2 separate regions of the Rattus norvegicus genome follow, and region 2 is linked to region 1. A link is a contact called in public Hi-C data. All regions are on one chromosome and are shown on one strand. The core of a region is the stretch at or near the end of the contact, and the rest is flanking DNA. Distances in the headings are between cores, read along the strand shown. Region 1 overlaps Lhfpl2 (LHFPL tetraspan subfamily member 2). Region 2 overlaps Lhfpl2 (LHFPL tetraspan subfamily member 2).

Region 1 (3,963 bases), core at 452-2,951:
AGAGTATGTTAAGGGACTTCTTCCCAGAGCTTTCTCACTAGAGTAGCAAGGAGTCTCAGAAAGAGAGGACAGGCCACAGCAGAGTACATGAGGCACAGCTTCTCACACGGGATTTTCATTGGAAATGGGAGGCCATGGGGGCTCCTGAGAAAGTCAGGAGTAACGGGGAAACGAGGCATTGCTCATTGGGCCCTGGCCCTAGAGGATGTGTTCTTGTTCGGTAATCAAGGAATACTTGGAAAACACTCTACACACACACACACACACACACACACACACACACACACACACACACACTGGGCGTTCTTCCTTGGGGTTCCCATGCTCGCACCCAGAGACCCAGCTGAATGCTGATTTTCAAGGCAGCTGGCACACATGCAGCTGAGGTGAAGCGGGGATACAGAAGTGACTGAGAGACAAGATTGCAGACTCAGGGTGATAGATCAAGCAGTTAATTAAGGCACAGGCTTCCAGCTTCCTCTAAGGGAGGCAAAGTGTCTTCTGTTTCTTTTTGTTCTTCTTGCCAATATTGGTGCTGTTTGCTTCATGGAGACCTTGGGCTCTGCCCAGACGCTTTGATAACTGTTTGCCGCTGCTAGAGGTCAGCATTGTCCCTTTACCAAGGCTGCAGGAACATCACGGACAGCAGGAGTTTTCTTGTTGCCAAGGGCTAAGACTGTAGAGTTAAAAAGATGGCGTCTGCCTGGCAGTCCTGCTGTGCATCATGGGAGTCGGCCCTTGAGAACCCCTTTCATAAGGCTGTGTCCAGTCCATGGAGGAGGAGTTTGTTTGGGGTGTAGCTTAGTTACTTTTCAAATGCTGGGATTAGATACCATGGCCAAGGTAACTTACAAACGAAATCATTTAAATGGGGGCTGGCTTACAGTTTCAGAGGGGGAGTCCATGATCATCATGACAGGAGAATGGCGGCAGGCAGGCAGGCTGGCAGGCAGGCACGGTGCTGAGAGCTTACACACTAGGACAACCATGAAGGTGGGGTTGGGGGCGTGAGCCGGTGTGCTAACTAGGAATGGTTTTGAATCCTCAAAGTGACAGTAGTGAGTGAATGCTTCAAGAGACGCCACAGATACAAACTCTCCGAGAGACCTCCCAGCTCAGCAGGACGTGGTTCTGAACAACCCGTGCTGTTGACCACCAGGCCCTCTGCAGTTTGTAAAGGCCAGCCGAGGCCAGCTAGAGCTGTCGCTTGTTGCAATCAGTGACTGATAATTTTGGAACGGAGAGGAGGAACTTGCTCGGAAACTGTCGAGTTTGGAAAGACACCTCATGTTTCTTCGGCTTTGCAACGTTGGCAGATAAAATTCTGCAGCCTCAGGATCACCGCTTAGATCCTTTTTAAGGAAACAAACAAGACCGTGACCCAGTTCAGTCCCTCTTCATTTATAATACTGTGCACAGACCGAACAGTACCAGAGGTGACTGGAAGCCACCGCGCTGTGGCTTCGTTACTGTAGAGACCGACCTCTCAGCACACGAACAGGACAGGGGTCATTGATGTGGCCCATGCCTGCCCCGTCGCTTAGCATTTGCTGGTTTTATAAAATGGATGTGAAACCTTCAAGAAGGAAAGAGCGTGTGGGAGGGGGCGTTCGCCTGTGCGTTTCGAGGACCACCTGTCCTACTCTGCCTTGAGCCACTCAGTTTTTCTGGAGAGGCACACGGTCTGTGTGACACGCTAGGAGGCCATTCACTGCCGAGCTGTGTGGTCCCAACCGACCGAGTGCCCTGTGAGATCAGACAAAGGAGAGGCTTGTGTGGGCCGACACAGAATGAAAAGTACTTACGAACTTTGAAGAGAGGCAGATGAAAACTTTAAAAAATAATGACAGAAGTGTTTGGCAGTTTCTTACAGAAGCTCGGTGGGTGAGGTCGGGAGGGGTGGGGAGGGCTGGGGAGGGCTGGGAGGGGTAGGGAGGGAGAACGCCAAGCTCGGATGTAACGGCTGTGTGGTGTTAGGACTTACTCCAGCCTGCATCATAGGTGCTGATGCAGGAAGCCTCGTCAGAGCCCACCACAGACTATGGTGCCCACCCAGGTGTTGAGCATACGGCAGTCTTTTCCAGAGGGGTTGAGGGTGGTAGTCAGAGGAAATTTTAAAAAAAGTGGGTCAGATAACGAATACATTCCGAGTGCCAGCTGTATTAAAAGCAACATCTTCACTGAGTACATTCAACATACTCGCCACGGTGCCAAGCCCTTAACTTCTATTCCCTACGTCAGTGAAGGAACAGGTTAACTGCTTCTGGGGTATCTCTTTGTTGTTGTTGTTGTTGTTCTTGTTCTTGTTCTTGTTACTACAAAACTGTGCCTTAGGACTGGTGGGGTTGTTCAGTGGTCACGTGCTTACCTGGCATGCTTTAAGGCTCTGGACTCAATTCCTAGCATTGGAAAAAGAGAAAAGGAAAAAAAGAAGATAAGATAAATAAATCAAATGAAGAAATAAACAAAGCTCCTAGTCTGCATAACAGATAAGGAAAAGTATTTCTATAGCTCTGAAGACTGGCAAGTTCATGCTGGATGGTAACATGGACGCCCTTGCTTCCAAGATGGGACCTTGCTCTGGTAGCCTTGCTTAGTGAAAGGTGAGGAGACCTCCTTTCCACCAGGAGCCTCTCCTCTCCTCTCCTCTCCTCTCCTCTCCTCTCCTCTCCTCTCCTCTCCTCTCCTCTCCTCTCCTCTCCTCTCCTCCCTCCCCCTCCCCTCCCCTCCCCACCCCTTCCCCCTCCCCCTCCCCTCCTCTTCTCTTCCCCTCCCCCTCCTCTCCTGTTCCCCTCCCCCTCCTCTCCTCTCTCTCTCTCTTTTCATTAATTTATTTACTTTACATCCTAATCACAGCCCCTCCCCCATCCCCCTTTCCCCTTCTTCTCTGAGAAGGGGGAGGCCCCTCTCCTGGGTATTACCCCACCCTGGCATATCAAGTCGTGCAGGACTAAGGTCAGACAAGAGAGCCCAGTTAGGGGAACAGAACCCACAGACAGGCAACAGTCAGAGACAGCCCCACTCTAGTTGTTGGGGGACCCTCATGAAGACCAAGCTGCACATCTGCTACATATGTGTGGAGGGCCTAGGTTCAGGCCATGCTTGCTCTGTGGTTGGGGGTTAAGTCTATGGGAGCCCCCAAGGGTCCAGGTTAGTTGACTCTGTTGGTCTTCCTGTGGCGTCCTTATCCCCTTGAGGACTACCTGGAGCTGTTTTACAAGAGAACTAATCCACATCTGAAGGCAGAGCCCTGTGTGGTCACCCCAGACCTCCAGGCCCCAGTTCCATTTTCCTCTCTATTGTTGAACACTTCACAGACCTGCCCCCATGTAGGGGCCATTCTGACTTTCCCTCTGCTGTTACAGCCTTAGCATATGTACTGCTGAGTGGAGCACCGGCCCTACCTCTTGCTTCTGTTGCCTTGGGGATTGTCGCGCCATGAATTAGGAGGGGATGCCATCATCGAAACCATGGCAAGGGCCTAACCATCACATGCTTACTGAGTGACAGGGGTACAAACCTGAAACAGGTTGGGGGTGGGTAGGTCCTGCTCTGAAGGATTGGGGTGTCCCCAGGAAGACCATACATCTCAGGTCGGGGCTGTATGGAGGATGGATGGCTTCTCCACAGGCTGTCCTCCCAGCCGTGTCCCCTCAAGCAGGGGTGACCTCTGCTGAGGCAGGCGTGGCTGCTCAAGAGAGGAGACGATGGCGGCGTGACCAGCAGGTGCTGGTAGCTTGGTGAGCAAGTAGAGTCTCCTGTGAGGCAGCCATAGACTGTTAGGCAAACCAAGTAGAAGAGGCCACGTAAAGCAGACAAGACTGGTGGCAGCTGGGGTAAACTGGGGAGCCCATGCCCTGTCCACAGTGGGTAGCCACCGCTTAGGTCCCCAATGGCCTGTGCAAATGTGGGCTTGGTATTGCAAGTGGAAGGCTGTTTTCTTTAGCCTGAAATCTGAATGTT
Region 2 (3,963 bases), core at 664-3,163, 37 kb after region 1:
CAATACTCACTCACACTGGGGTAGTTAGTATTTCTTGCTCCATGGCAAAATGGCCCTTTAAAAAGTGACTGGATGTAAAGTTATGAGATGACATAAGCATATTCCTGAGACATATTAATTAAAAATAAATAAATATTCCACAGGCTTATATAGAAATATAAACTGTGAACTGTGTGTGCTGGTTTATATCTGTAATCTGAGCATTTGGACGAGAAAGGCAGAAGGATCAGAAGTCTAGCCTAGGCTACGTATTGAGACCCTCTCTCAAAACAAAACATTTAAAATATCGGTATTTTGGCCTCAGAATTATGTGTGGAAGATACTGTCATCTCAGAAATTTTGTTATGTTAAAAGCAACAAGTACAGTTAACCGAAATAGCAGGATTTGTTTCAAGGCCTGACCTCTTGGCAGCCAGGAAGCTAGACATCCCTGCCTCAGTGTTCAGCAATCACTTCTGGCCGTCACTGGAGTTAAGCCTTACCTCAGAAGGCCTGAGACACTGACCAACTGAGCCCATTCCTCTAAGTTCCACGTCTGCCTGCCTGTAATCAAGTCTAATCACAGTGCTTAACTGGAGGCTGCTTGAGGGTTAAGGTAGATAGTGTGTTGGCAGGGCAAGCATGATGTTTGACGTCTGGGAAACGGTGGTAGCTCTGTGGTGATCGTGAAAGTTACTGCTTTCTTACCAAGCTTTTGTGTTCTAAGGAACAGGATACTGTTGCGGTAAAAATTAAAAAGGAACATTTTTCTATTGGTTCCCAATTGCCGGAGCCACTCACGCCGGCTGCTACTCTACCAGGCAAGCTGCCCTCTGCTGGCTGTCTCTCTTTTAGCTGCCCTCGCCGAGTGGTCCCCTAGGCGGTAGTTTCCATGCCTCACACAGACACACTCGTGCGCGCGCGTGCACACACACACACACACACACACACACACACACACACGCCTTGTTCTGCGGGCCCTTGCATGGTTCTCACTCTGCATGGGCAACAGAACCAGTTTCGCATGCTCCAACTGCCTCTCAGTCATTTCTTTCACACGCTGTCCTCTTTAGCCCGGTAAAAATCAAAGTTCCAGAAACTTGTAATTTAGCAATTAGATTTACATGTCAATTTCTCAGTCCACGATTCATCCACACAATAAATTCACTAGAATTGATAGAGATATAAACCGCCCACCTAGACAAGATAAAATCGATCTAGTTCACCTAAATCTGAACCGTCGTCCTCTGTAGACGCCATCTTCGTCTTTTTTCTCCTCTCTCCTTCCTCGACTTTTTCCCCAGCCTACCCTTCCTTCTCATCTAATGAACTGGCCTTGCTGCACCATGGCGTCACCCTACACGATCCCTTTTATAAGCCGCTGTAATTGGCCATATTGTCTTCAAGTCCTGGATTTTCTGTCTGGTGCTGCTCTCTGGTTCCTGGATTGCCTGCCTGGAATGAGGCCGTAGGGCTCAGGTACAGAGCCGTCCTGAGGCTTTGGACGGTTGGGTCTTCTATTACGGTTCTAAGGAGCAGACGAGAGCAGAGCTTCTTCCTCTCTCCTTCCTCTTTCTCCTCACTTGAGTCTGACTGCAGGTGGCGGCTCAGACTTCCCTGACTGCAGAGACTCCAGACCCGTGTGCACTGGAGGAGAGCGTGTCTGGGACTTGGCAGAGACAGCAGCACACATGGGTTCTGATCCCTCTGGGACCCATTACCAAAGCTGGCTTGTTGGCCAGCGGGGCTGACTTTTGCCAGCTGTCTTCCGTAGGTTGTGACCTGGATGCAATCCATACTGAAACTGTAGAATGCAAGGATCCAGGTTTTCCATGACAACATCAGGCAGTTTGTTTTTTGGAAATGCATAGAGTGTGAACGTGGAAGTCCGTGGAATCCCCGGTGACTCAGGTTTGGGACAGAAGCCATTCAAATGAGCTCAGAACTTGGCTCGGTGGTGTTGGCAGGGACTATTCAGCTGGGATTTGCCATGAGGGATGCTGGGCTTGGCTGTCTGCTGTCTCCCAGTCCAGTCTCACAAGCTTCTTTTTTTGTCTGTTGGATTCCATACTCTACTCCAGTCGGCCCTCTGTGTGATCAGCCCTGCAGGGCATTCTCAGTGAGGAGCTGTTTGTCCGTTCTGAGCAGACAGACTGCTGTAGGCTGTTCTGCAGGTCTGCAGTGGAGGGTGTGGCCATGGGAACCCCAGCCGAGGCCATGAAGTAAGCAGAGTGGTAGAGAGGGGGCGAGACTGTGCAGAGGGAAAGCGGTAACAGAGTGTGAGAGGACGTAAGGGGCTTTGATGACCGTGACACCAAAGCTAAGTGTGAGCGGCTGTGTGTAGAACCAGCTGCCATCCAGGCCTTGTGTTCATGAAGGTGAGTGTGCATGTAAGAGGAGTGAGTGGGCATGTAAACACCACCATTGCCCGAGAGGCTTGGTCTTCCCCCATGAACTCGAATGAGTGAGTGGAGGTATAGAGGGCACATCAGACACCACGAGTTCCATCCAGGTTTAACCTTCCTGAACTCACATCTGTCTATGAGGGGCGAGTGGGTGTGAGATAAGCCATGGATGCCATCTGGAACTGGTATCATTACTTTTCCCCATCGTGTGAAATACAGCAGCAGCATCAGGTGGTACGCACAGCCCAGCCTGGTCTCGGCCTCCACGTACAATTTTCCTCTCCCTGTTCCTTCATTCAAGATCAGAAGGATGAAATCACTAAGAAAGAGGAGAGAAACAAAGAGGGTCTTGGGACGAAGAAGAACCTGACCATACTTTTTCCCACTGACAAAGCCCTGAGAAAGAAGGCAGAGTGCCTTGCCAAGCAACTTCAAGTCTCCCCAGGGAAAGGGGACTTAAGGAGAATTATGAGGACAAAGCAGCTTTCCTTTTTGGTGAAAGCCAGGCACAGGAGACTTCTGGCCTCCAGGGTGGGGGCTCTTGGTTTCTCTACACAGACAGCACCTCTGTAGTAGTTTCCACATCACAGGTTGGACCTGCAGATTTGACTTAGGTTAAGAAGCATGTGCTAGGGGCTGGGGATTTAGCTCAGTGGTAGAGTGCTTACCTAGGAAGCGCAAGGCCCTGGGTTCGGTCCCCAGCTCTGAAAAAAAGAACCAAAAAAAAAAAAAAAAAAAAAAAAAGAAGCATGTGCTACTCTCTCAGAGAATGCAAATTCCATTACCAGAACCCATATTGGGTGATTCACGACCACCTGTGACTCCAGCTTCAAGGGAAACACAGCACCTCCAGCCTCTCCAAAGGCACCATGTGTACCATGTGCATATATGCACACACACTTAAGAAGTAGAAATAATTTTTTTAAAAAAGATGCCACAGATGAATACAAATTCGCTAGCGTCTAGTAATCACTTGGTAGAAAATGGAGAATAGATGTGTTATAAGGCAGCCAGAATTAAGCATCAATCCAAAGAGGTATCATTGGATGCCCACTAAGTGTAGAGATTTGTACACTAGGGTCTTTCTATAAGCAATTTAATGTATGCGTCCAAGATATATTAGAGAATTATCTTTTTATAAACTGTACTCTAAAGAAATACAAAGATATAAGTATATATGTAAATACATATAAAGAGAATCATATATAATCATATATATTTTTTATACATAATATATAAAGAGCTCAGTCATACCATGACATGAAGACTAGTGTTTAGCAACTGGGATGCATTTTAAAAAAGACAAAAAACAAAAACAAACCCAAAAACTGCTATAAGGGCCTGAGGAAAATTGCAAACACTCTTAAAATTCAGATACAGTGTTGATTTGCAGATAGAACGTGAAAAGAGTTTGCTGTGGTGTTTACTTCGTTGTAGACATAAACTACCGTGAAGCTGCTGATGTTCTGAGTTGAACCTCCATTAGCAAGCTATGGAAGAATGGCCTAGACATGGCTCTGAATGTTTACCTGAGCAGTTTAGGCACTCTGTTTCAGGAGCTAAGGCAATGGTAGTATTT

Evidence for each region. A called contact is a pair of places that touch in the nucleus more often than the background predicts.
Region 2: a contact with region 1 is called in a Hi-C map of Schwann cells, with 1.7 times the contacts expected there. The contact joins two enhancer-like sites. A contact is called at or near these places in 4 of 12 Hi-C or Micro-C datasets (Schwann cells, frontal cortex, liver and 1 more) and 1 of 1 datasets of contacts at active chromatin or transcription factors (oligodendrocytes).

Annotation. Positions count from the first base shown.
Region 1 is chr2:27,104,795-27,108,757 of GRCr8, forward strand. All of the region lies in intron 1 of Lhfpl2 (LHFPL tetraspan subfamily member 2), which reads left to right. Among named protein-coding and RNA genes, the nearest start is that of Lhfpl2, 26 kb to the left of the region's middle. Within about 2 kb of position 1,702, at least 19 of the 93 cell types and tissues checked have an H3K27ac peak or open chromatin away from gene starts, as enhancers often do. A contact at or near this core is called in Schwann cells, where this site is marked.
Region 2 is chr2:27,141,263-27,145,225 of GRCr8, forward strand. The region is part of intron 2 of Lhfpl2 (LHFPL tetraspan subfamily member 2); the gene reads left to right. Among named protein-coding and RNA genes, the nearest start is that of Snrpn-ps5, 9.3 kb to the right of the region's middle. Within about 2 kb of position 1,914, at least 29 of the 93 cell types and tissues checked have an H3K27ac peak or open chromatin away from gene starts, as enhancers often do. A contact at or near this core is called in Schwann cells, where this site is marked.